Linked DNA regions of Mus musculus: regions 1, 2, 3, 4 and 6 are each linked to region 5. A link is a contact called in public HiChIP or PLAC-seq and Micro-C data. All regions are on one chromosome and are shown on one strand. The core of a region is the stretch at or near the end of the contact, and the rest is flanking DNA. Distances in the headings are between cores, read along the strand shown. Region 1 holds the start of Itgb3 (integrin beta 3). Region 2 overlaps Nsf (N-ethylmaleimide sensitive fusion protein). Region 3 has its middle 23 kb from the start of Gm35420. Region 4 overlaps Itgb3 (integrin beta 3). Region 5 overlaps Mapt (microtubule-associated protein tau). Region 6 overlaps Itgb3 (integrin beta 3).

What was found. A called contact is a pair of places that touch in the nucleus more often than the background predicts. HiChIP or PLAC-seq counts read pairs in DNA pulled down with a chosen protein or histone mark.
Region 1: a contact with region 5 is called in a Micro-C map of the G1E-ER4 cell line. The contact joins the promoter of Itgb3 here to the enhancer-like site in region 5. A contact is called at or near these places in 2 of 39 promoter capture datasets (the 3T3-L1 cell line and liver), 1 of 15 datasets of contacts at CTCF or cohesin (large pre-B cells), 7 of 484 Hi-C or Micro-C datasets (the G1E-ER4 cell line, the P5424 cell line, cumulus cells and 1 more) and 4 of 115 datasets of contacts at active chromatin or transcription factors (embryonic stem cells, pancreatic cancer cells and stem cell-derived neural progenitor cells).
Region 2: an H3K27ac HiChIP or PLAC-seq map of embryonic stem cells shows a contact between it and region 5, with 15 read pairs. The contact joins two enhancer-like sites. A contact is called at or near these places in 1 of 39 promoter capture datasets (the C10 cell line), 2 of 115 datasets of contacts at active chromatin or transcription factors (both in embryonic stem cells) and 1 of 9 other capture datasets (pancreatic islet).
Region 3: an H3K27ac HiChIP or PLAC-seq map of embryonic stem cells shows a contact between it and region 5, with 6 read pairs. The contact joins two enhancer-like sites. A contact is called at or near these places in 4 of 115 datasets of contacts at active chromatin or transcription factors (bone marrow-derived macrophages, embryonic stem cells and pancreatic cancer cells) and 1 of 9 other capture datasets (liver).
Region 4: a contact with region 5 is called in a FOXA1 HiChIP or PLAC-seq map of pancreatic cancer cells. The contact joins two enhancer-like sites. A contact is called at or near these places in 1 of 15 datasets of contacts at CTCF or cohesin (large pre-B cells), 1 of 484 Hi-C or Micro-C datasets (the G1E-ER4 cell line), 1 of 115 datasets of contacts at active chromatin or transcription factors (pancreatic cancer cells) and 1 of 9 other capture datasets (adipose tissue).
Region 6: a contact with region 5 is called in an H3K27ac HiChIP or PLAC-seq map of trophoblast stem cells, with 3 times the contacts expected there. The contact joins two enhancer-like sites. A contact is called at or near these places in 2 of 115 datasets of contacts at active chromatin or transcription factors (pancreatic cancer cells and trophoblast stem cells) and 1 of 9 other capture datasets (adipose tissue).

What each region holds. Positions count from the first base shown.
Region 1 is chr11:104,605,748-104,610,063 of GRCm38.p6, reverse strand. Itgb3 (integrin beta 3) reads right to left here and starts at 2,064. Exons shown (of 15, transcript NM_016780.2): 1 at 1,900-2,064. The coding sequence starts at 1,975.
Region 2 is chr11:103,933,898-103,938,511 of GRCm38.p6, reverse strand. The region is part of intron 1 of Nsf (N-ethylmaleimide sensitive fusion protein); the gene reads left to right. Among named protein-coding and RNA genes, the nearest start is that of Nsf, 18 kb to the left of the region's middle. Within about 2 kb of position 2,576, at least 9 of the 459 cell types and tissues checked have an H3K27ac peak or open chromatin away from gene starts, as enhancers often do. A contact at or near this core is called in embryonic stem cells, where this site is marked.
Region 3 is chr11:104,005,643-104,009,967 of GRCm38.p6, reverse strand. No RefSeq gene overlaps it. Among named protein-coding and RNA genes, the nearest start is that of Gm35420, 23 kb to the left of the region's middle. Within about 2 kb of position 2,512, at least 9 of the 459 cell types and tissues checked have an H3K27ac peak or open chromatin away from gene starts, as enhancers often do. A contact at or near this core is called in embryonic stem cells, where this site is marked.
Region 4 is chr11:104,622,064-104,626,736 of GRCm38.p6, reverse strand. Itgb3 (integrin beta 3) reads right to left here. Exons shown (of 15, transcript NM_016780.2): 2 at 3,241-3,326. Among named protein-coding and RNA genes, the nearest start is that of Itgb3, 16 kb to the right of the region's middle. Within about 2 kb of position 1,821, at least 93 of the 459 cell types and tissues checked have an H3K27ac peak or open chromatin away from gene starts, as enhancers often do. A contact at or near this core is called in the G1E-ER4 cell line, adipose tissue and pancreatic cancer cells, where this site is marked.
Region 5 is chr11:104,287,251-104,291,453 of GRCm38.p6, reverse strand. It overlaps Mapt (microtubule-associated protein tau), which reads right to left. Exons shown (of 12, transcript NM_001038609.2): 4 at 1,460-1,546. Among named protein-coding and RNA genes, the nearest start is that of Mapt, 58 kb to the right of the region's middle. Within about 2 kb of position 1,818, at least 247 of the 459 cell types and tissues checked have an H3K27ac peak or open chromatin away from gene starts, as enhancers often do. A contact at or near this core is called in the G1E-ER4 cell line, the P5424 cell line, adipose tissue and 3 more, where this site is marked.
Region 6 is chr11:104,644,989-104,649,310 of GRCm38.p6, reverse strand. All of the region lies in intron 10 of Itgb3 (integrin beta 3), which reads right to left. Among named protein-coding and RNA genes, the nearest start is that of Itgb3, 39 kb to the right of the region's middle. Within about 2 kb of position 2,495, at least 84 of the 459 cell types and tissues checked have an H3K27ac peak or open chromatin away from gene starts, as enhancers often do. A contact at or near this core is called in adipose tissue and trophoblast stem cells, where this site is marked.

The DNA of each region.
Region 1 (4,316 bases), core at 815-3,314, 320 kb before region 5:
AGCAGAATCTCCTACCCCTCCTACTCTGAAGGCCCTTCTGTGGCACCTCACTCCGACCCTGTTCTGTGTGTCCCCAAAGTCACCACACTGCCTGCTTCCCCAGGGACCTAGTGATGTTTGCAACTCTGCCACCAACACTGAGATGGCATGTGAGTATGACAGACACCTCTTGCACAGGATGCTCTAGAGGCTTCTGCCCCTCAACAGGACTCTACATCCTCTCAGAGGGAGCCTGAGGCTAGCTTGGCACAAGCCATCGCCTCCCTAGATTATTCCAATCACAACAAATCTGTGAACAGATATCCTAAAGGATCCGTTGTTTGTTTGTTTGTTTGTTTGTTTGGTGTGTATACCATGTGTACACGCATGCACATGTACATGCATGCTCATATACAATTGTCCCTGGGCAGAGACCAAAAGACAACCTGAGTGTCACTCTTCAGAAATATCACTTCTATTTTTTTAAACAGGATCTCTTTCTATCCTGAGGTGGTGATGATGACACTCAGAAGTCAATGTGAAAGTTATAGATACAAACAAACCACAAAGTGTTTTAAGTAAAATCTCAAAATAGCTGAGGGGAACTGGAAATTGCCTAACACAAAGAGTACTAGCTATCTTTTGTTCAGTGTATCTGTTATCTGTGAGGACACTTTCACGCTGTACAGAAGCAGGGCCTGTCATGACATGCCAATTAAAAAATTAAGTCGAAATGTTTAAAAGGTTTTAAATTCACGAAAGTTAGCCTATCTGTTAGAAACATCAGCTTTCCTGGAGGATTTCCCCATTCCCCATCAACGGCTACCAGCAGCTGACAGAGACTCTAATATCTCCAGGGCAGAATGCTAGAGAGCCTGGTTCCTGTTCTGTGGTGACAAAGCTTGTTCAATGTAGGCTAAAGACCACAGTTTTCATCTTTCGCTTGGAAGCTTCTGCCACAAAAGACAAATATCAGTTCTCTACTGAAACCCCTTTCCCTTTCCCTGTCCCATGTCTATGTTCATCTGTACCACCGTACAAGGGTCAGGAAGGCAGCCACCAAAATCTTTTTTTAGATTACTTAACTTCAAAGTCAACTTAATAAAGTTTACCTTTAACAAATAGTCCATCTGGGTCTGGAGATGTAGCTCAATTAATAAAGTGCTTGCCTGCCATGAGGAGACCCTGGGTTCGACTCCCTGCAGCATATAAACCCTGAGGGGTGGTGCATGTCTATAGTCCTAGCACTCCTTAGTAGAGGCACAGGGGAATCTGAAGTGCAAGGTCACCCTGGACTACACAGAGTGTGAGGTATCCTGAAATATATGAGACTGTATTACACACATGTGCACACACACACACACACACAACTGCGGGTTTTACTTGCTCCAGCTGACCTCCAGCAACCACCCCCTCCCGCTCCCCTAGGCTCTGCGGACTGGATGACTCCCCTTCCCTGCAGCGTTAGTGGGCCTGAAAGCTGACGATGCAGGCAGCTGATGTTGTGGGACACACGCAGGAGAGACAAAGTCAGCCCCAAGGACCTCTGTGCTGACTCCCAGCACACAGTCAGGGAGTGTTGGGTGAGAGGTCGGCCCCAGAAGGGACGGAGCCCGAATCCCTGCTCCTCCTTAAGGAGTGGGGCGGCCAGAAGATTGTCCTGCGCACTCCAGAGAAAGGGGCAACCCAGAGCGCACACACCCACCCAAGCAGGTGAGCTGCATCCTTCTGCCAGCGCACCGGGACGGCCCAGCGGATCTCCATCTTTCCTCTGCTTCCCGGGCCAGGCCAGGATCTCCGCCACCAGCGATGCGCCCTCGAGGCCACGGGAAGAAGGATCCGCCCCCCGCACCTCTGCTTCTCAGTCCTAGCTCCGGGTTCCCAGGGTCCTACGGCATTTCGCGCACCCGACTCGCTCACCTCCAACAACAACGCCCGCCAGCGCCCCCAGCGCCAGCAGAGCGGCCCAGAGTTGTCCCGGCCACTGCGCTCGCATCCTGTCCGCCGCCCTTCACGCCGCGCGCGCGCCACGGCGAGCCTGGCACCCGCAGCTGCTTTTCCTGCGGAGGGGAGGGAAGAAGGGAGGGGACGGGGTGGGTGGGACACAGCGGGGCGGGCGGAGTGCTCGCGCTCCCTCCCTCCGGCTCACGCCTGGACCCTGCCTGAGGCTGAGTGTGATGGGTAAACTTTGCAATCTTCCCCAGCCCCCCGCCCACGAGGACCTGCCCGCGTTCACTAGAGGAGACCGCGCCCCCCGGGGTCCTGTGTGCATCTGGGTCCCAGGTGTCTGCGCCTGGGTGCTCGGTTTAAAAAAAGAAGAAAAAAAAAGCTTTGGGTCACTTCCTGGACTCTGCTAGTCCCACCTCCGCAGAGACATCAACACTGCTATTTCACTTCACCGGGCTCAGTTTGCTTTCCTCCTGGTTTCATTCTTTTCCTCAACGGGCAGGCAGCTGTCAAATGCTTTCTATGCAGCCTCTTGTCAATACCACACCTGCAGCTTGTGGTAGGAAAGACGGATCCGAGTAGAGCCTCTGTCTGTAAATGCTTGCTTGCCCGTAGCAGGTGTCTAAGAATCATTTTAGAACAGTCACCATATTGCCTTCCAACTCAAATTCACTAGCTTTATAGTATTTTCCTCAGAGAACACTTGCTGCTGTTCCTATCCCCTGCACTAGTTTCCTTGAGTCTTCCCCAGATGGGAAACCCCTAGACGTGCAAAAGGTGCAAAATGCTGAAGCTGATCAGGATGTCATAAGAAGTGACTGGGCCTGTGCATCCTTACGCAAGAAGGGTAGTGTTGTAAAATAAATAAATAAATAAATAAATAAATAAATAAATAAATAAATAAATAAATAAATAAAACTAGGGCAGGCGATGTGGTGCAATCGGCAGAGCACTTGCCTAGCAACCACTGGGCTCCATCCCCAGCACTACGTGAAACAGGATGTGATGCCTACAATTCCAGCCTAAGGAGGCAGGAAGACCAGAAGTTCCAGGTAGTGCTTGAGTACATAGGGAGTTCAAAGCCAGCCTGAGCTAGAGCAGACTCTGGAGGAAGGGTGTGGAAAGAACTCAGCCATGATCCATCACCCAGCCTTAGCCCAAGAGATTTTTGTCACTCCTAAATGTCCCATGCCTTTCCATCTGACTGACCTTCCTTCCTCTTTCCATTTGGAAAATCCCACTTACTTTTCAAAACATCTCAAATGCCATGTCTTCCACGCCATCTTGTCTGATGTTCCTCCTCCTCCAGCCTTGTCCTCTCCAGAGGTGTACCCTTCTTCCTCAGACTTCTCACACAACAGGATATTATATCATTTCATGTCACAGATATGAACTTTATAACTGTATAAATTCATGGACACAATTGTATTTTCCCCGGTATTTCATTACTCTACACAGTGACTCATAGCAAGTTTGAATACACCCTAGGCTACATAACAGGAAAGTATCCCAAGCAAACCAAAAGTAATAGTGAGGCTAGGGAGATGTCTCAGTGGACAAGAGTGCTTGCTGGACCAATGTGAGGACCTGGGTTCAAATTCCCCAACAACCACAAACAGATCTGAGCATAGACATCTGCTGGCCTGTAATCCCAGTGCAATGGGAGGAAGTGGTGAGGCAGAAGGCTGCCCGGCAGCTAGCCCAGCTCCAGGCTTAGTGAGAGACCCTATCTTGTGAAAATACAGCATCCTCTGATCTCCACATGTATGTGCATGGGTACACATGGGTATAGCCATGCAACCACCGTATACATAAGCCTACACTACACACACACACATATCACACACTTATATACATATACACACAAAACAGTAATTTAAAAACACAATTTAGGCTTTTTATTTTAAATGGTTATTCATCTCTTAAATCAGGAGAGCAAGAGATTCACCCATCTGTCTACCACTTCTGCTACTCTTCACTCTGTTCTCTAGTTCTGAGTTTCAGTCTAGAATCATCTCCCTTCGTCGTGCTAAACTTTACGTTTAGCAACTCCTGGACCTGGAGGAATGGTTCAGTGTTTAAAAGTACTGTCTGCTGTTCTGGAGGACCCAGGTTCGAGTCACCCTCATGGCAGCTCACAACCATCTGCAACTCCAGTTCCAGGGGATCGGATATCCTTATACAGACATGTGCAGGCAAAGCATCGATGCACACAAAGTTAATCGATGATATTTTTAAGTTTAGCAACTCTTACAACTCTCCTTAAACAAATTTGCTGAACTTCTGGCTATTTCACTGTGTTTTTGATGATATTTCTTATAAATGGCTTTATAAATTGTCACAAGTTTCCCTCCACCCCTTTCTATGTCCCTGTTTTTTTAAAGTTAATT
Region 2 (4,614 bases), core at 1,327-3,826, 350 kb after region 5:
AGAGTCTTGTGAACCCGTTTCCTCAAAACAGGGAACTGATCTCAGAATGCCTTGCTATGCTCCCCTCCCAGGTGTAGCAGATAGCAGGGCGTTTTCTCCAGATTGCTCATTATTGCTTGCTGACGTTATTCAGTTAAATGTTTAAGCTCTCCTTTCTGTGCCTCTGTGGAAACACGGTTTTGCCACGTACAGCTTGTCCTTGTGATTGTCGACGGCTGGAGCTCATGAGAGCTCTACTCAGGTGATTGCTCTTGGTCCTCAGAGTATAAATTGCCCGATGCTCTGACTAAACTTCAGTTCGCCTCACGTATTGGCTCCGTTCTCCCAGGTCCCGCTGCCCGTAAATGGTAAATATATACACTGATGATTAATTTTTACTGAATACCTGAGTAGTATTTTGTCTTATGGCCACAACACTGTTGTTTATCCATTCATCATCAGGAGGACATTTGTGACCTTTCCAGTTTTGTCTACTATGAATACAGATGCTACGAACCTTTATGTTTAGTGTTTGTGTGGACGTAGGTTTTCGGTTTACTGACTGACCAGAGACCTGGGGCTATATTTGCTAGGCCATATAACCTTTATATGAAGCTGCTCTGTACTGTTGCCAGTATTTGATGTTATTGCTGTTTGATGTTCTCATTTTTTCCGCACGGATTTTCCCCCTGAAAGATCAAAGTGAAAGCTTCTTAAAATAGACATTTATAAAAGAATCTTGAGGACTCGACAGGTGTCAAGAGGTTCGCTCGTTATGTGCACAGCATTCGTCTGAGTCAGGGAATGTCAAGGATGCTCCAAGAGACTTGTGAAAATGACTATGGCACACCAAGCTTTTTGTTTCCCCCTCCCCCGCATCCCAGCCTCGTATCCCACATCTTCAGAATTTTTTCTTAATTAAATTACATTTAATTATGTGTGTGTGTGTGGGGGGGGCGTGGGTACGGAGGTTTCTGCATGAATCATGGCCTGCATGTGGGGAGCTTGTGGGAGTCAGTTCTTCTTCCACCGTGTGGGGCTTGGGGATGGAACTCCTCAGCTTGGAGGAAAAGCACATTTGCCCACTGAGGCTTCTCACCAGCCTGTCTTCAAGAGTTTAACAAGAAGCCCAGGTGTGGTAGTTACACATCTGTAATTCAAGCCCTGGGGAGGTAGAGGTGGGGGATTAGAAGTTCAGAGCCATCCTTGATTATATAATGTGAGTTGTAGGCCAGCCTGGGCTGCTTGAAACTATCTCAAAAAAAAAAAAAAAAAAAACCATAAAACAAACCAAAACCAACCAACCAACCACACACACACACACACACACAACCAACCAACCAACCAAAAACCAAAACCAAAACAACCCCCTTTTTCTTGTTTTTGTTTTTGTTTTTCGAGACAGGGTTTCTCTGTATAGCCCTGGCTGTCCTGGAACTCACTCTGTAGACCAGACTGGCCTCGAACTCAGAACTCAGAAATCCTCCTGCCTCTGCCTCCCAAGTGCTGGGATTACAGGCATGCGCTGCAAGTATCATCGGAGTTTATAGTGTAGGAGGTTCTGTGGTCTTGCAGGTGACCATTTATGGTAACATTTCTATGTTGCTCTGGACCAATCGTATCTACTGGAACCATCTGCAGTGGTAGAGATCAGGCACTTGTGATATTTGAAATGTGGATAGTGATACTCCAAAATGAAATTCTAAGTTTTCATTAATGCTACTAGTCCTAGGTCTGGGAGTTACTTTGTTGCAAAGTGAAGGTTTCTTTTCTCTTCCTCAGAGATGGTCATTTAAAACAGCCATGAACACTTGTGGCCATTCCTCTTCCTGCCTCAGCTTTCCCAATGCTGGGATTACAGATAGAAGTCATGGGCCATACGCCCCCTCCCCTCCCACACACCCTGCCCCACATGAAAGGGCAATTTTAAACCCTTAGTTCTTCAGAGTGATCCCCTAGGAGAAATATTTGAGTGGGGGCATGTCAGCTAGGCTGGACCTGGGGCAAGTTTCTGTGTATTCCTCTCTTTCCTGTGGGAATCTGCAAACCTCTGGAGAAATGGAGCCAAGGCCTGAGGCGAGAGGCCTGAGGAAGAGACAGCATGTTCTTCAGGGTTATAGTCAGGGTAGGAGGGAATGTCTGGTGATGAGCCCTTTCTAGTCTGCTAGCACACTCTGATTTTCTTTTCCCCTTTCCTTTTGGATAGGGTTTCTGGTGGTCCTGGCTGGTCTTTAGTCCCTTTGTAGCTGAGGGTCATCTTAACCTCCTGATCTTCGTGCCTCCACCCCTCAAGTGCTGGGATTACAGGAGCGTTCGTTACCACTCGCTGCCTCATATTGAATTTTTCTTTATTTGACCGTGCTGTTATTTGATTTAAAAGTTCACTCAAGTAATCTATTTTCTAAAGGAAACTTTTACATAAGACTGTGTTATTTAAATTGGCAAACTGAAATACTGTCCAGAAAATCCTGCTTAAAGCCTGCACTTTCCTCCCCCCACCCCTTTTTTCTTTTTGAAAAGAAGCAAATTCTCTGCCGTTTAAAGGCTCTGGAATGACCGATGTCATAATTACTTCCACTGGAGTTCCCTTTTGTTTGATAACCTTGACATTCTTTAAGAATTGCCAGTGGCCTATAGCCCACTACCCATACTGTTTGGCATTTTAAATTACAATGAAGACACTCCTATATCCTTAAGCAGTTATGTGTTCCAGTAACTTGAACAACTCACCTTAATAAAACAACCCATCACTGATTATAATTTCATGTTTAAAAGGCTATATGCCTGTAGTGTTTGGCTTGTATTTTTTTTTTTCCCTAGAGGCAAAGTCAGTTTTAGAAAAAAAAAAAAAGTATGGAATTTTTCCTTGGCATTTCTATGGTAAATAGACAACTTGACTATTTATAGGGACTTACACTTTGTTTTAAAATGAGATACCCTGCCTGGCTTACCACCAAAACACAGATGCTTCTGCCTTCTAATAGGGAGGCCCTTTCCTCGTAGCATCTGTTTAAATTGGCTGCCCAGATGATATCCACAGATTCCCACCCCCTTCCTATTAAAGGACATTGACAGGTAAACAGGTTTACAAATGAGGTTAACCTACCATTTTGTAAAGTTTCTATTGTGTTGGCTCTGTCATGGAAGTAATTTTGTTCCATTTATTGATTTATATTTTTCCAATATGTATATGTATGTGGTGTGCCTTTGTGGATGTATGTTTTTTGCATGTGTGTAGGTGCACATATTTGTGTACATACATGTCTTCTGTGTGTGTATATAAAGCAAGAGGATTATGTCAAGAATCACCCCTCGGGGCTGGAGAGATGGCTCAGTGGTTAAGAGCATTGACTGTTCTTCCGAAGGTCCGGAGTTCAAATCCCAGCAACCACATGGTAGCTCTCAACTATCTGCAATGAGATCTGATGCCCTCTTCTGGTGTGTCTGAAGACAGCTACAGTGTACTTACATGAAATAATAAATAAATCTTAAAAAAAAAAAAAAGAATCACCCCTCAATTACTCTTCATCCACTGAGATATCAGCTCTTGGCCAAACTCAGAGCTCCCATACATGGCTAGGTTCCTCATCCAGTTTGCTGTGTGGATCCCTTGTCCCTACCTTCAGAGCTATCTTCCTAGCCCCAAGTTGTGTAGTGATTAAGTCATCTGAATCTAATTCTGTGATATCCTAAATGACCTTGAAGGGATACTGCCTTGGACACTTGTCCTTTGGGTGGTTTGAATTGGGTTTGTAATCTACGATTAACCAGCACTCACTGTACCAGGCCCAGGAGTAGTCCTCCGGAAGTATGGACATGAGCAAAATCTAGTCTCCAACCTTAAGAATTATCCTAGGTATGATTCAAGTGTGTAGGCAGACAGTGAAGGTCATCTTCAGGGCTTCCATGCATGTCTTCTCAGTTCTGTGGGGAGGGGCAGCTGTCCAGAATGTCTCCTAGAATAAGTATTGTCTAAGCTGAGAACTGTAGAGTGTATAAGAATTGGCCAAGGAAGGGATGCAGATTTAGGGGAAAGATAATCAAGGGAAGAAACTTGAAAGTAAAGAGACTCTAGGAAGATAGAAAACTTTAAATTGTTAAGTTTTTGATGGATGGCTGGTCCAGGTGTGACCCTAACAAAATGCTCTTTCATTTGGAAGGTAAACTTGTGACCTTGACTCTGTTCATGTCATGGGAAATTGGTGCTTTCCAAACACTTGATCACGAATTCACATGTCAAATTATTTATATAATCCTAGTATGTCCATATTGCATATTCACTGATGTGCTGAGATTTTATACACACAGTCAAACATAAAAAAAAAAAAAAGAAGCAGCCAGTGATCAAATGTATAATCTCATATCTTTACCAGTGATCCCAAAGCGAAGCGAGAGTCATTGTTCTTCGGCATCTTGCTTAACTGTTTTGCGATGCATCTGCTCAAAGGCCCGTTCCCAAATTTAGCTTATTTTGTCACTTGATTTTAGTGACAATCAAAGCTTGGATCAAAGTAAAGGAATTTGGCTGTACTTTTGAAATTATGACATTGTTTTTTTTTAATCAAACTAATCACCATTTATGGAAATGTTTTACTGAAACGTGGCTAGTACATTTCCATCTGTCTACTGTTTTTC
Region 3 (4,325 bases), core at 1,263-3,762, 280 kb after region 5:
AGCAACTTTCTCCCAGTTTAGAGATAGGGAGCACTTGGTAGAGTGCTTACCCAGCATACACAAGGCCCTGGGTTCAATCCCTAACCAGGCATAAAAACAGGTGTGCAGTTTAAATGCTTATAATCCCAACATTCATGGGGCTATAGTGAGACTAGCCTGGGCTACATGATGCCCTGTCTTTAGAAGCGACAAAAAGGAATTCTCACCCATTTATGGCTCTTAGTTTTTAGCTTTCAAACAATGAGGAGCTGAACTAAGAGAAGTGAGGTATCCTAGCTGGCTCTGACCCTTCAGGGCATTTCAAATGGGTTGAGCCAGATATTGCAGCACATGCCGATAATTCCAGCACAGGGAGATAGAGATGAGAAGACTAGGAGTTCAAGGCCAGCCTCATACACATAGTGAGTTCAAGGACAGCTTGGGCTATATGAGATCTTGTTATCAAACAAACAAACAAACAAACAAACAAACTTGGCCAAGCAACCAACCAAACAAGCTGGGTCATAGCTTACGACCAGTAGGGAAAGATGCTTGAGTGATAAGTAAGGAGGGGAGGGGTTAACTGGAAATGAAGACAGCAGCAGATGGGCTTATGGTATAGACTATTTGAACTCACCTCCATTTCCACAATCCAATGGTTCATTCGTTAAGTTATCCCATAAACCCTGTGTGGGCCTCAATACCTAATAAGTTCCATTTGTAGTAATGATTATTATTGTGATTGACAGCTCTGATTTATGAGCTCTCTACTGACCTAATTGTCATTACCCACAAATCTTCAAACTGCTGCATCATCAGGCTGAGGACTGCTGAGTCATGGAATCCTAAGGCTGCTGGGCTGACAAGAGTAGAGCCTAGCTGAATTGCTGAGTCAGCACCAAGTGCCAACACCAGGGAACGTCTCTAAACTCGCTGTCCTTGGGGCTTTTGGTGCCCTTCTAGATCTTTCCTAAAGTCAGACTCCACTTTAAGGACCAGTCTATATGTGTACCGGATCAATGTGACATCAGCTGATTTGATAACTTGATGAAGAATTGCTCTGATGTTATCTTGATAGGATTCCATGGTTCTTGGAACTCAGGGCCTTCCTTGTATCCTGGTGACCCTAAGAACCATGTCACCTGACTTCCCTTTCCAGGGGCCACTCAGCTCTAGTTGGATGGACTAAGTTCATCCTTTTCTCTTGCAGCTGCCAGAACTCTTTCACCTTTGTTAGACAGGATCTCAAATAATCCAGATTGGCCTTAAAGATGCTGTGTAGTCAAGAAAGCCTCTTTAAACTCCTGACCCTCTTACCTCCACGTCCCCAGGCCCGTTTTTCCTTTTTAATGTGGTGCTGGGGTTGAGCCTGGGGCTTCATGCATGATAGGAAATGATAATTGATAGAGTTATCAATTGTGCTGCATTTCCAGCCACTCCCACCCCATCTTTATTTATAGAACACACCTAGTGTGTTGTGAACATCCCAAGTTCTCTAGGAAGCCACATGGGCAGACAAGGCCTATGTCTCATCTTCCTTATGTCCTCCATATCCAGCTTAGTACCAGACTCACTAAGAGTGTCAAATAAGCAGAGTTTTGAGTAGGGCCATCTATAGAAGCCTCTTGACAGCTTGCCAAAGAGAAGAACCACAGGGCATGCATAACAAGGAGAAGAAAGTACAGTCAGGTCCCGCCTTCCCTTAGGGTTTCCAACCTCATTCACTCCAAAGCTGAATGCGGCCTGCCTTCCCTTCCCAGAGGCCTTGCTGGAATTATAGGTAGCCTGGCCTTTCTCTGCCTCCAGCAAGGTCTAGATTCAGGCGCTCTGCTTTGGTTCCTGAGCCCTCTGGAGAATCAGGCAAGAAGCCCAGGTTCCTCCTTCCAAAAAAAAAAAAAAAAAAAAAAAAAAAAGTCAAAGGCCAGGTACATGAAAGCTTTTAATATACTTAAATTTTTGTGAATAATATCCACAGGATTTGAAGTTCAGGGATGAAACCCCTGAAGACATAGGGCCCCTCTCTGGACCTTTTGAGCCTGGACTGAATCATATGTCTGGAAAATTCCAACCAGACAGACTCGAAAGGTTTTTATTTTCTCTTAGACTTTTTAGCCAACAGAAAATTACATACTCTGTGTAATTTCTGAGGGCCCTCTCACCTGCTTAGTGACTAGGACCCACCGCAGACTCCTAGAATGACCTTGTAGGGCCCTTCATTCCCTGTGCCTTCTTTCTAAGAAAATAACCCTGAAGGGTTACAGCTTACTTTATCTCTGAGGTCAAGGTCAACATGAGCCATAGGTAGACTCGGGAGTTTTAGGCTAGTGTAAGCAGTGGGTGGGGGTGGGGATGGTTCCCTCTGGGTATCTGGGTTCCTGGATGGAAACAGGGGTCACTGTATACCCAGATACCCCATCCCAGAGCATCTTGTGCCATCCTGGCAGCTCCCCAGGCTCCTTCTCTGGCTAGGACAGCCTCTGTTTCCCCGCCTCCTGCCCCCCACTCCTGCTCTGCACAGAGGCTCCCAGAGCAGGAGCTGTTTTGCTTTTGTTTCATTAGACAGCCTTTTAAAGCGCATTTGCAAGTCTGGGTTGGGTACAGTGTGTCTCTGAGCGAGAATACTCAGCCAGGTCACCTCAGGGATGTTGGCTGGTTTTCTTCCCTCCCTAGCCATGTCAGGTCCTAACTCAGGATAGCCATAGGAGAAGGAACCCTGACCGGCCTGCCATCCCACTGTGCTCAACTGGTGGGGGGCTCTGCGATCACCCTGGGACAAGGACAAACAAGATGTCTGTATTGCTTCTCCACACTCAGGCTCAGGTTGACCTGAGTCTGAGCACTAAAGTAAAGTAATTACTTCAGGGTTATTTTCTTAGAAAGAAGGCTCAGGGGGATGAAGGCCCCTACAAGGTCCTTCTAGGAGTCTGTGGTGGGTCCTGGTTACTAAGCAGGTGAGACGGGCCTCAGAACTATGAAGGGTGTATAATTTTCTGTTGGCTAAAAATTCTAAGAGAAAATAAAGCCCTCGGAGTCTGTCTGCAGACTGTAGGGATTGGAGGTTTCCAGACACGGTGGCCCAGACAGCTCAAAAAGGTCCAGACAATGTCAGGGACAACTAGGGTGATGGGGCTGGGAGCTGGGCTCCAAACCGAGTGTCCAGGTGCAGTGCCACTGATAGTGTGGTAACATTTGACTCCAGTCCCACCAGAGGGTGACGGGCTGACAGGTGAATGCAGGAAGAAGCAGCCGAATCTCCCCTTCCAAGGCTGCCAAGCTCACTGCAGTTCACTGCACAGGCAGGAAGATTCCCTGCTCAGGGCAATGGCCTCTCTGTACACAGGAGCAGCCTGCAAAGGACTGCTTGCATCCCAGATGTGCTGTGCCAGATGTGCCGCTCTCTCATCTGGCTCTGTTCTTCTCCCCTCCTCTCCCTTGTCACCATCTGCATGCTCAGACTCCAGCTCGGAGGCAGGATGCTTAGCCAGAACCAGACAGAACCAAATGAGGTCAGTGCCAAATTGACGAACCCCAGAGGCAGGTGGGGGAAAGGCCAGCACAATTCCTTGACCTCGTGGGAGCACTCAAAATCTTTCAGTGGTAAGATTTGGGGAAGGAAACACTCAGAAAATGATCTAGAAGGTGGAAGAGCAAGTTTTTGAGGGAAAACAGAAGTCTACTAGACTGGACTCAGTCCATAAAGCATTTACCTTGCAAGCAGGAGAACCCATGTTCCACCCCCAGCACCAACATAAAAACTCAGTATGGTTCTATGAAATCTCAGCGCTTGAGGAGCTGGGGGCAGGAGGATCACTGGGCTCTCTGGCCAGGCACTCTAGCTTAACTGACGCTCTTCAGGCTAATGAGAGACACTATTTCAAAGAAGGTGCACAGCATTCCTGAAGATGATACCCAAAGCTGTCCTCCCGGCTTTGCATGCAATTGGGTCTGCACATAGACATATAGACATGCATTCACACACATGTGGATGTGCATTGAACACACACACACACTTAAAAACAAAAAGAACTCTACTGGCTTCTGGGGAGTTGTGGGTTTGTTTGTCCTGGCCAAAGGAGAACAGAGCTGGTAAATTTAAATTTATCTCCAGGTTCTTCATTTTCGAATGCTCCTTTTCTCCATCTTACATCTGTTTTGAGTATATTCTTATACTATTATTCTTACAGACGACACCCAAAATAGCACAAGCTTTAGTCTTCAAAATGCCCAGATCACCCCTGGCTTTCAAACTATGAGGCCCCAAAGTTGAAGGGAAAAAAGATCCCGGAATCAGAAGGATGTTGTGGTTTGAATACGAATGTCCCACATGGGCTCCGGGGTTTGAACAC
Region 4 (4,673 bases), core at 572-3,071, 340 kb before region 5:
CTGGGTATCAATTCCTAGCATTTCTTCTTGTCTTAAGATTGCCAACTTTAGGAAATATGCAATGCCTACCAAGATGAAAATTATCTACTATCTAATCCAACTGGAATTGGGTGTTCTGTATTTATCTGGCAAGCCCAATTCTACCTCTACCCATCCTGTCCAATCCCAGCCTCCACCAGTAGCAATGTTGTCCCTCTTGCTACCATGACAACCTGTTCTGTTGCAATAGGCCCAGGGTCCATCCCCAGAGCCTTTATATTTGACAAGCACTCCCAGCTTGTTAAATTACCTTATGATTTCAGAAAGTTCTAGGATCCAGTATGTTACCACTTGAGCCAAAAATATAGGTTCTAGCTCTGTGAGAAGCTGATGCCTCTGCTAGCTGTGCTGATCAGAGAGATCGAATTACTCCAGTCCATGTTATCTAACCCATGCCTCTGTCTCTCCAAGAACACACCCTAGGTGGGTGGGCCCAAGACACCCCACTCATCCACTTGGCTCTGTTTTCCTCTTACCCAGCCAAGGGCTTGCTATACACACCCAGGAGCTGCTGTCCTTTAAGGACCACAAGCCGAGCCCAACCAGTTGTTTTCCGAGGCACTGCCAACATCAGCACCACTTGAAACAGTCAAGACAGGGGAGGCAGAGGGATGAGCAGGGATCCCAGCCCCACCGTTGGATGTTTAAAGTCAAGATCCAAACACTTTCAATAGTTCAGCTTGCCCTGTGCAAGAGAAGTCCAGCTCCCTCAGGAAAAAGATAACTAGTTACAGCCCAGGGTTCCTCCCTGCTTGACACACTCTGCCCCACATCAGACTCCCCAGCCCCACCCCTCCTCCCTCTCACTTAGCGATGGTAAATATTGGCATTCACTTTATTCCATTCTGAAGGGACTATTTCATCGGGCTTCCTACCTCCCTTCTTTGGTCTCCTTTGGTCCTGGTTGCTACCCATTTCCCAACTCCACCCCATCAACAAGCTGATCTTTCCCTCCCTCTGGCCTCCCAGTCTGCCCCAGAGGGCAAAGATTCACCATAGTGATTGGTAAATATTCCACATTTGCATCTAGTCACATGGAATATGTTCACGTGGCCTAAGGAGGGGCTTTGGCTGGTCAGAACCCAGCTCTGATTTATCCCTATAAGATCCAGATGCGGGAATGAGAGGGGACTATGCTTGAATAGCAGTAGTCCTTCCTCAGGGACCTCCTTTCTGCTCCCCTCTGCTCCGGCCGTCCAACTTCAAGCCATCCTATCCAAACACGGCACCCTCGGCATCCCACTCCTTCTTCTGGAATTGTTGCAGAATTACAACTTCCTCAGAAAGGAAGCTTGACACAACCATGATGGTGACCGGAGGCAGGAGGATATGACAAACCAGAAGGAAGACAGCCACGCCACACTTGAGCCTCCAGTGAAGCCCAGAGGGGAGGGGCACCTGTGGGGGTGGAGAAGGAATGGGCTCACCCTCCCCCAAGCCCCAGAGAATGTTTCATTCGCTAAATGAGATCAATCTGGCCCAGATGTTAGGCAGCTGCCCCTAGAAACAGTTCCCGTGCTGAGCAGCAGAGGCCAAGGCTGTGTATGGAGCTGGCCTTGGAGGCTCTGGCAGCCCCTCCTCTAGGGGGTAAACACAGCCTTCTGCTCCCTTCCTCCCCAGTCTGACCAGGAGCTTGCCTTTTTAGGAAACCCAGAGGATCCAGAAGAGAGGCAGACAAAGATCAGGAAATAGCTAGGGTGGTTGAGGAGCGGTATAGGGCAGAGGCTGTAGCTCTAGTGGCTGAGGAGCAGACAGGCCAGCAGCTCAGGTAACCACCTGCTGGGGGTGCTGACTCACTCCCACTGGAACTGCTGGGAACCTCTCCAGCCACAGGCTTCCCCTACCTCCCCATCAGCTCTTGCCAGCTCCAAATTCCCAGCCCGGCCACAAACATAGCCATTCCCTCAGACACACTCATTCCCTAGGGACTCAGACACAACACACCCTCTGCCTAGACACAGCTAACCCCTTCCTGTCATCGTCTGGTCCTCACCATTGAGCTGTGCTCCCTCATCCATTGATACTTTAGAGATGAAGGAAGGAAGGAAGATAGAGGGGCGTCACTGTCAGAGAGAAGGGAAGAAAAAAGGATCTTTAAGAAAGTGTACACAAACACACATATACAAATATATACAAACACACACATACATGCACACAAACACACACAAACACACATACACACACAAAGACACACAAACATACATATAAAGACACAAACATACACACAAACACACACATTCACAAACACACACATACACACAAACATATAAACATACACAGAAATATAGACACACAGAGACACATACAAACACACACATAACATTCCTCTTCTGAGTTTTTAGGGTTTTTTGTTTTTGTTTTGCTCTGGGGGTGGGGGGGGGTCGGATGAGCTGGCATCCCTCTATACCCCTAGCGCCTCTCTTCTTTAGAGAGTAAAGCCTTTCTTCCATGAGATGTTCCAGCCCAAAGCAAGTATAGGCTGGGGAAGGGTAGCAATAATCACAGTAATGACGATGCCCAAGCAAAATGGCTGGAGTGGAAGGGCAGAACAGGCTCCAGGATCATTGCCAGCTTCCACCATGCATCCTGAGGAAGGCGTCACCTAGTCTTGCTCAGAAGGGGAAAGAGACTGCGTTTAGGAGGAAGGAAATGATTCTGTGTGCCTGCACCTACACTGAAGCGCCTAAATCTAGGGAAAGAAGGCATCTGGGGCAAGTTAGGATGGGGGTGGGGAGCCACACCTGTGTTGAACATTCAACAAGATCAGATGAATGCTACAGGTTGGGCACCAAATAGTTTGGGGCTAAATTATCCCCCTAAATAGCTACCTATTGCCCACCTCTAGGTTTGACTTAACATTCTTAAGACTAGTAAAGTCCTTTCTAAAATGTGCAGACTCCTAGCTTCCACCAACCCCACAGGCTAGGACTGTTATGAGGTAACCTCAGACGCTCCTGACTGCTGTAACCACCTCATCTGATGGTTCACCAATGTGTGTCTAAAGTACCTTGACCTATTGCCTTCTTTGTTCTGTTACTATAAAACGTTCACTATAGTGCTTATCACGTTGGAACCCAGTATTTGAATCTATGTTCCTTGGCCATAGCCACTTACATTTGGCTCCAGGATAAACTACCTCATATTCCTTTTAAAGGTCAGAGTTGTGTTATTGCATTGACAAATAAGGCATAGGCTCCTTACCTCATCTGAGCACCAGGCACACACAGGACTCACAGCCAGACACTGCTGGCAGGAGTTCACGCCTCGTGTGGTACAGATGTTGGACTCTGCAACAAAGAGGCAAGGACATCAGCACCTGATTTGCTCAGAGCAGTGACCATCCTGCCCCGGCTACCCCAAATTTCCCAAACACTCAAGTGATACACACAAACATACTCTAACCCTACCCATTGGGCAAGTTACCAAACATGGGCTATTACACAAAAAAGAAAGTGGGTAGGGAGAAACTCACTCCTTTATCAGCAAATGAAGACCCAAGGGCCCCATAGTAAATGACAGAAAGGCTTTAATCAGTGGCTGGTTTTATACCTGCACTGCGCGAATGAAAAGCTAAGGCCCAGCGTAAAGGCCATGCACCATCTCCAACTGTCTAACTGCAGCCACGGCTACTACAGAGGTCCTGGGACTCAGATGCAGTAAGATTGACACCTAAATACTGTGGGCTTTAATGAAAGCAGGGTAACCTCAATTGCCATGTCCCACTATCTGAACTCGTGTCAAGCTTTCCAATACATCTATCTTGAGGGCCTAAGCATTGAATGCACACAAAAGAACTAGCGTGATGGCTCTCAACCTGTGGGGTCATGACCCCTTGGGGGCCCACACATCAGATATCCTACATACCAGATATTTACTGTTACAATAAACATAGCATAACATTTACATAACAGTCGTACAATTGTTACTGTGATGACTCATCACAGTAGTAAAGTCAGTTATGAAGTAGCAACAAAATAATTTTGTGGTTGGGGGGAGGTCACCACAGCAGGAGGAACTGTATTAAAGGGTCACAGCATTAGGAAGGCTGAGGACACTGAACTAGAGATCAGGAAGGCTAATGGGGGCTGGAAGAATGTGGCACTTCTGAGGCGCTCTGATGCAAGGTCTAGGCTCCATACTGCACCCTTGAGCAGCTCCCCTCCTCTCTATGAAATGGCTGACCTATCGCTCAGGATTTTTGCAAGAATTCAATAAGCCAAGAGGATGCTTCAGGATGCCACTCAAAAGTGAAGACTCCCCACATTGACAAGCGGCAGGGGGAAGACTGCAGGGAGGAGGAACAAGGACAGCCAAGCGGACCAAAATAGTGCTGAGAAGCAGCCAGGAAGTGAATCTCAGGCAGCTGCCTCGTGGAAGCCTCTCTCCTGGAGTGGTGTCCCCCCCCCCCCCCCGTGGTGTCCCCGGCCTCAGACAGATAAATCCTCTCTGCCTACTGTGCCTCCGGGAAGTCTTTATCACCCAGGAGCAGGTAGAGCCATTCCTCCTCACACAGCCTGACAGTCCTCAGACGACTTTCTGAAGGGCTTCCTTTGCCCATAACTCTTATTTTTGGCTTTGCCACCAGCCAATCTATTTCCAAATAAATTATCCTAATTGCCAGGGTGTTTTCTTGA
Region 5 (4,203 bases), core at 569-3,068:
AATTCCCAGCCCCCACATGGTGGCTCATGACCATCTGTAATGGGATCTGATTCTCTTTTCTGGTGTGTCTGAAGTCGGTGACAGTGTACTCACATACATAAAATAAATGAATCTAAAAAAAAAAACAAAAACAAAAAACCTTTGAAAGAATAGCCAGAGACAAAAAGTATCATATGACCCATGACTTCACCCCCGTAAGGTGTCTGTGACCTTCAAGCATCCTTCATGAGCAAGGCTGAGGCCTGGCCAGGATTTAAGAACATCTAACCCCTTCTGTCTCAGAAGCCACTACTGCCAGTCAATCACTTTGCAAAGCAGAAACACATTTTGAAAGCCGGGGTGGCTCTGTAGTGGGCATTCTCCATGGGTGTGCGAGAGAAGGCTGGCTATAGGCTCCTAGGGTGCTCACTCTTCATTGTCAACTTGCTAGACTTGGAACCACCTAGGAGACACACCCCTGGGCGCATCTTCCGGGGGTATTCACAGAAAGGTTTAACTGAGCAGGGAAAACCTACCCTGAATATGGGTGTCACCATCCCATGGGCTGGGGTCCTGGGGAAAAAGGAGAAAGCCAGCTAAGCACCAGCATTCGCTGCTGTCTGCTTCCTAACTGCAGATGCAGTGTGACCGCCACCGTGCCGCCACCTGTCACATGGAGTCTATCCCCTAAAACCACGACGAGCCCTAACAGACCCTAGAGTTGCCTTAGTCAGACATTGGATCACTGTAAGGAGGAGGAGTGACTGGCATAGTTGCAGAGAGGCACTCCTCAGCAAGGGGTCTTCCCATCTCTGCCACGGTGAGATCAGGCATGTCTCGGTAGCTAACTGGGCAACTTGGGTTCATCCTGCTAACTGCTGGAGTTCTCCCTGAGGCCATGGAGGACAGCACAAAGGGAAGGTACCAGGCTCTGGGCTATGATGATTTCTTGCCTAGCCCTCCGTCCCTGCAGGATGACTTACGAAGGACTGAGCGTCCGAGCCCAGGATTCTTTTTGCTGCTTCGCTGCCTAATTCCTTGTCACCCACATTGGTAGAGCAGACTACATAGACCGAACCCGAAAGATGGACGTGAGGTCACATTTCCGAACAACAGCACCATCCCATTAGACCATCAGAAGGATTCAGTTATGTAGTCGATGTAGCCTGCTTGGTGCTCCTGGGAGTAAACTGTCCCCTAAAGGTGACCTGCTACTTACTATTGCTGGGCCTGGAGAAAATGTGAAGAAGGCAGGAAACCTTCCCCAGAGAACTCTGTTGAGAACCTTTCTAATAGGCACACTGACTGAGGTGGGGGCCAGCAGGAATCAGAGGACTCTGTAGCCTTGTGGGAGGCAGTCAGACTCCAAGGCCGCCACTGCTAAATAGCCAGGAGCCCCAGAAGCCAGAGCGGCTTACTCATCTGCTGCACCCGACTATGAGGGTGACCTGTCCAAGGCAGCTCCGGGGCTCACCCTCACCTGTAATTCCTTCTGGGATCTCCGTGTGGGGCTGGGCAGCGGCCTGCTTGTCGGGAGCTCTCTCATCCACTAGGGGCGCAGTCACGTCTGGAAACCACCAACAGTCACCCCTCTGCTTATGCAGGGGCAGTGCAAGGAGTGGGGCCTGCCAGCCACATGCAAGAAAAGCCAGCTCAAAGCAGGGCCACAGTCCTCCTTCCTGCCCATCTCCCCAGGAAGCACACTAACAGGAGGACCCCCTGCCTGGAAAGCCTACAGGGGTCATGTAAGGATGACGAGGGACACAGCCTGACTCCTGGGGGTCAGCTGTGTGATCCTCACTGCAATGCAGGGGCCCCGCAGCTGGGACTCATCAGGCAATATGAGGAAGCTGAGAAATAGACTGAGCCGCTTTCCTGTGGGGCTTTGAGTAAGCCTTTTGTCACCCTAGCCTTTGTTTCCACAAGTGTAGAACAAGAGTGCCATCTGTAGGTGACCTTTAAAACTTCTACCACTTCTAATTCCCTGCCCCCAACCTCCTCACATCTCATTAAAAGGCACCAGAGTTCCTTATGTGGCAATAACCAGGCCAGATCCAGTTTCCTCGATGATGCAAGAGATAAGAGATCCCAGACCAGGACCTGGGGGCATCTTTTCAAAGCAAGCACTTTAGCTCCTCCCGAACCCCCAGCCTCTCTACTAGGTATGCGAGGCACACCCAAGGAGTGGCCGGTTTCAAGGGATTCCCAGAATTCCACACAGCTAGTCCACAAAGGCTATTTTCCTTATGATCCTGTCTGGTGCAGATAAAACAGCTCGCTGAGCTCAGCCCCAGCTGCCTCCCTCCCTGAGGGTGAGTGAGGCATGTGGGGGCCCACGCATGTACAGGTCCAGACTGCATGAGTGGGTTGTTTCTTCCTGGACAATGGTGACAGAGCAGTGAAAGCCACGTTTGGGAAGCCTGCCCCAGCTTTGGCTCCAAGGCTTTCTCAGGGTGGCAGACAGCTTGCAGACCTGTTCTAACAGGATGAGCAGGAAGTGTCTTGCATCGCTGGTTTTCAGAAGGGCAAAGGAAATCTAGCCAGGAGGTTGTCACCAGGCTAAGGGCCATGCCACCTGCATCCTCCGGGGATGGGCCAGCATGCCGAACAATTGGCAGGAGCTTGACAGCTATGTTCTGGATTTATCCAAAGGCAGATGCTGCGGGAGAGGGCCTGGCCAAATTCTCTTTCTGTAACAGAACGCCCAAGCCATGTTCAGGGATGCAGAAAGGGCTCAGAGTGGAAGCTCCAACCTCCTTGGAAGGCTGGAGGAGCTATGGACGATTAGTTAAAAGCCATTCTCCATGTCCCTTTTCCTTGATTTCTTCTACTCAATGGATCCAAAAGCAAGGTGGGGACAGCCATGCAGCCCACGGTGGCCAGAGAGCCAGTTCTGGCCAGTGAATGAAAATGAAAACATCCAGGAGGAGCTTATAATAGAAAACTCTTGATTTAGTTTTGGCAACACATTGGCTTCTTCGGGGTCCTTTTGGTGACTGTTTTTGTTTGTTTTGTTTTTGTTTTTAATTTCAATTTCATTCATTCTTATTTTTATTATTTGCTTTTTTTTTTTTTTTTTTTGAGACAGGTTTCTCTGTGTAGCACTGGCTGTCCTGGAGCCCTCTCTGTGGACCAGGCTGGCCTCAAACTCAGAAATCTGCCTGCCTCTGCCTCCCAAGTGCTGGGATTAAAGGCGTGCACCACCTCTGCCTGTCTTTCATTCATTATTATGGAACACGTGTGTAATACATCTCTGTGGGCACATGCCATCACAGTGTGTGGGAACTTAAAGGACAACTTTGTAGAGTCGGTTCTGTCCTTCCTCCTTTACAAAGGTTCTGGGGAATTGAACTCGGGTCCCCAGGCTTGCATGGTAAACGCCTTCATCCTCTGAGCTGTCTCACCAGCCATGGTTCTTGTTCCAAGGCAGATGACAGTGTTTGGGAGCGCAGCAGCTATTCTTCAACAATGAAGCAACAGTCCAACCACGTAGGATGGCAGAAGACAAAGACAGAAGCGCATACATGGCGTTAGGGAGCTATGCCCATGTCCGGGTATCTTATGATTGCAAGGCAAAAAGCCTCTTCAGTTGGTAGAGCTTTTGGGTTCCAGCAGCCAACAGTGGCACTATAACTAACCCACTTGGGAAGCAAGACAGCCGACCAGGGAGCATTTCAGGAAAAAAGACAATGAGCTTTGCGACAACCTAGACACCACATATCTGGAGTGAACAGATTACAGGAGATGAAACGTACTCCATGCCCAAAATCCAGAGCCCAAGAAACGAAGATGCCACACCAAAACCCGCTCCTAACAGATGAGCGGGAGACTTCTGACCTGCCCCCTCCTCAGCCAAATGAGCATTCTGGTCTTTGAATCCCTGAAAGAAAAGTAAGGTGGAGGCTTCTGAGGGGGTCATGGAAGGTAGCAGATTCAGGATGGGAACCCTGTTGAGCTGTGTGTGAGCCTCGCTGTGCTACACAGACCAGCTTCTTCAAGCATGGAACATTCAGGGCAACACGCACGATAATGATGCTCAAGGCGCACACTGTTGAGCCAGGCATAGAAGCAGGTCCCCGCTCCCACTACCCTGCAAAGCACCGGGCTAGCGCATCTCAGCCATCAGGATAGGAAGCAGCGAGTGCAGCCGGGAGGGTGGCACACAGTGCGCAGCCGCAACCCTAGTGCGTAGCGTGGAGTTGGGAGGGGAAGCTCAAAGCAAGG
Region 6 (4,322 bases), core at 1,246-3,745, 360 kb before region 5:
GTGGGTGGATATGGGGGACTTTTGGTATAGCATTGGAAATGTAAATGAGTTAAATACCTAATAAAAAATGGAAAAAAAAAACAAAATATGACTGTTAATTGGAAGAAAGATAAGGAGCAGATAGTGGTCTGAAAATCACATCAGTCACTCCAAGAAGGGGAGGGAGGGTGGTACACGGCCATACTCTGATGGTAACAAGATCACACCCGCTGCTCTCGATAAACCCACTGTCTTTTTGGGCACTATGGGCCCCTACACTTGTAGTCCTGCACTGCCCTCTCATAGATACATCATCGTTCAAGACTCAAACACGTAAATACAACTCAGCTACAGTACTCCCTTAGAAAGAAATACATGTTTCTTAGAACAGACTGGTTGTAGGGGGGCCCACAGTATATGCTAAAGAGACAGAGGAAGGAAGATCACAAGGCCAGCCTAGGCTATACATTAGGGCTGAAGAGATGACTCAGCAGTTAACAGCACTGATTGCTCTTCTAGAAGGCTAGAGTTGGAGTCCCTCACCCTACAGGGTGGCTAGCAACTGTCTGTAACTCCATTCCTAGGGAAATGCAGTGCCCTCTTCTGGCCGCCACAGGTACTGCATGCACATGATGTAAAGACACGCAGGCACACAGAACACCTGTATACATAAAGGGGGCTGGAGAGATGGCTCAGTGGTTAAGAACACTGGCTGCTCTTCTGAAGACCCGGGTTCAATCCCCAGCAGCTCACAATTGTCTGTAGCTCCAGCTCCAAGTGATTCAATCCTCTCACACAGATATACATGCAGGCAAACACCAATGAGCATAAAACTAAAAATAAAGAAATCATTTTAGCAACATAAAAAATAGCCAGGTGGTGGTGGCACATGCCTTTTAATCCCAGCACTCAGGAGACAGAGGCATGTGAATTTCTGTGGCCAACATGATCTATAGATCTAGTTCCAGGACAGCCAAGACTATACAAAGAAACCCTGTCTTGAAAGACATTAATTAATTAGAAATCTGTTTTGTTTTGTTTAAGGAAGAAAAAAAAAAAAAAAAGGTGAGACCAGAAGCAAGCCGCCCACAGAAATAAAGTTGGGGCTGGCAGAAAAGCTGGGAACCAGAAATACTTTTAAGTCTTGAGACTGGGCTCTCTAAAGGATATAAAAGCCATTGAGGCTTAAGAAATAGATCCATCAGTAAAGGGCTTGCCATGGTCAAGAAAATCTGAGTTCTATCCCCAGAACCCATTTGGAAAAAAAAAAAAAAAAAAGCCGGGTATGCTGGCTTGTATTTGTAAATCCAACACCAGGAAGGCAAAGACAGGCAGATGCCTGGGGCTTGCTCACAAACTAGGTCCTAGCAAGAGACCCTGAGACAATAAGCAAGGTAGACACTTCCTGAGGAATGGCAGAATAATCCTCTGATGTCCACACATGGATGCTAATACATACACACACACACACACAGACACACACACACAGAGACACACACAGACACACACACACACAGAGACACACACACACACAGCAGGTATGTGGTCTAGGATAGAAACTCCTTCCAGCCTGAGCCCATGGTGAGTTTGGAAGCATGGGTGGCACCACAGAGCAGGGCCCACTCTGAGGAAGCGGAACTGCCCTTGCACAACCTTCCTCCACTGGTCAACTTCTGAACGCAAGGCGGATCCTGTCAGCTCCAAAGAAAGAGCAGCTGTGAGCTCTAATCAGACAACCCTCCCGAGCAGCAGCTGGGCCTGGGGATGCCAGAGGGTAGGTGCTCCACCTTGTCCACTACGCTTGCTTTTAGCCAGGTTCCTGGATGGAGAAAGGAGGATGCCACAGAGGCCTGGCAGGACGCAGAAGAAGCCACAGCCCTCCGCAGAACCTGAATCCCACAGTGTTTCCTTTGTGAGGCAAAACAAAGTGATCTTTGACAAGAGGATCTGCTGGGCCAGCCAGAGAGTGGAAATGGAAGAGGGTAGCCGGAGCCAGTAGGCTGACCCCAGGCCCTGGCAGAGTCAGCCCTTAAAAGGAAACCACAGTCTAGTAATGTCACAGTGTTGGTACCTCTCCAGCCAAAGGGTGGGTGGGGGAGGCCTAGGCTGGGTTCATAGGAAAGCCAGAGGAGGGAGCAAAAAAATGAAAGAGTGGGAGAAGAGGAAGAGGGGTTTCAGTCAGAGGGAACATGGTTACTCTCCCTGAAAAGCCAGACTTCCAGACTGACTTACAATTCCACTCCTTTCCTGTGAGAACCAGCCTTCCTTGGAGATCCATCAGACATTACCTCCATGAGACTGCCCACGAGTCCCCCACCCATGATTCACTCTCTCTAGGGACTCTGCGGACAACTCACTTCTGGGTTCTAGCAGGTTGTGACTCCTGATGAGACAGACACTTTGGTATATTAATAAACAGTAAAATTGTCTGTTGATACCTGTTCCTCCCATGTGGCTACAGCATAAGGCCCAGCCCACAGAGGAAGCCCATCTGTGTGCAGCAGGCGGGAAAGAGCCTGGGAGGAAGCATGCTGTCTGAGGTAGAGGGGAGACAGGTAAGAGCTACAAGCAACCTCAAAGACCAAGCCTGAAGCGCAGGGGAGGGGGGGAGGGATGCGGGGGGGGGGGTGACCAGGCAGCCACCTGCATGCTTAGAGGCCACAGGCTAGGAAGGAGCCAAGTCACAGCTAACACTCCTGCCCCGTGATGACCCCAAGGCAGGCATCAAAGAACACTGATGTGCAGGACATTGGCTCTGAGAGGTCAGGAATCACATGTGCTGTGCACTCCATGAACATGTGTCCCTAAGGATGTGATAACAGTGTCACAAGGACAAGATGAGGCTCAATGGGCACCAGACACCCTGGTGAGGAGCAGTAAAATGGGTGTGGCATCCAAAGGAGTCCTCCCTCCCCGCAGGGGGAATGGAGTGGAGCACACAGGACCAGACATTTCGACACTTCAGGAGGTGGGAATTGCCAAGGCTCTGTGGAGTGGGTGGCTGGCTGGGACCCCTCCCCCAGACCACACCCTGAACCAATCATCCCAGAAGAGGTGAAGGGGCCCTGAGGCTCTCCTGTAGGCCTTGCCTAGGCCGACCTCATCCAGCACTCCCAGCTTGCTCCTTTGGGTGCGCCCTTGGTAGAACAGCATAACTGAAATACTGGTAAATATTAAAATGAGCTGAAACCCCTGCCTCTCACCCTAGTTCAAACTGCTATCATGCGCCAGTTTTCATCACTGGGGTCCTGATCTCTTGCCACTAATTTAGCTAATCTAATAATGATATAATAATTTAATAATATCAACTATTATTATTAATCATTTAATAATTTTATCACTAATTTAATAGTGATATCTCTTTCCCTCACTGAAGTGAACGATGTTACAGATCAGCAAAGGTATCACCTTTATGTTTATGGGGCATGTTTTAAATTTAAAGATTGTTTTTAAATGATGTGTATGGTGACGGCGTGTACGTTGAGTACAGGTGCCTTAGAGGTCAGAGGTGTTCGAGTCTCTAGGGCCAGAGTTACAGGTGTTTGTGAGGTACATCAACAAAAATAGTACACGCTCTTAACCACTGAGTAGTCTCTCAGGTCCCCTGGGACCTGTTTTTACATGGCATATTTATCTTTCTTATTGAGCTTGGTGGTGGTGGTGGTAGTGGTTGGGTGTTGACAAGCCTCAAACTTACGATGTAGCTAAGGATGACCTGGACCTCCTCATGACAGTCTGTAATGCTGGGCTTACAGGCATGTGCCACCGTGTTAACGTGAGCACCTGAGTCGCTCAGCTCAATTGGCTGAACCTCAATGCAAATGAAGTCCACCTGGGTCTTAGATCACCACAGAAAACAGTTAAACAGACTCTGTTCTGTTGATCACACAGCATCCTGTACATGAATCAGTCCAGCCAACGCAACCAGCAAATGCCTGCAGCCTGTCTGTCCCAAAGAGGAGCTACACTCCAACATAAACCTACCTCCAGAGCCTAAGAAGATAACTCAGGCTGTCCATTTGCCCTTAGAGTATTCAGATAAAGGCCATATTGACCATGATTTTGGCTCCTCTTTGTCGGAAACACATCCAAATGGTCTCAGGGGCCAGTTTGAAGTTACCAATAGGCCTCAGGACTGCACTGAATTTCACAGTAGGGACAACTCAGAATCCTGCAGGTTGAAGGGCTCAAAATTCTCATCTCCAGGCTGGAGAGACAGCTTGTGTTACAAACATGAGGACCTGAGTTCAGATCTCCAGCATCAGGTTTTAAAAACTAAAGCCAGGCTCAGTGGCACAAATCTATATGCTGTAATCTCAACACTTCAAAGCAGAAACAGCTGG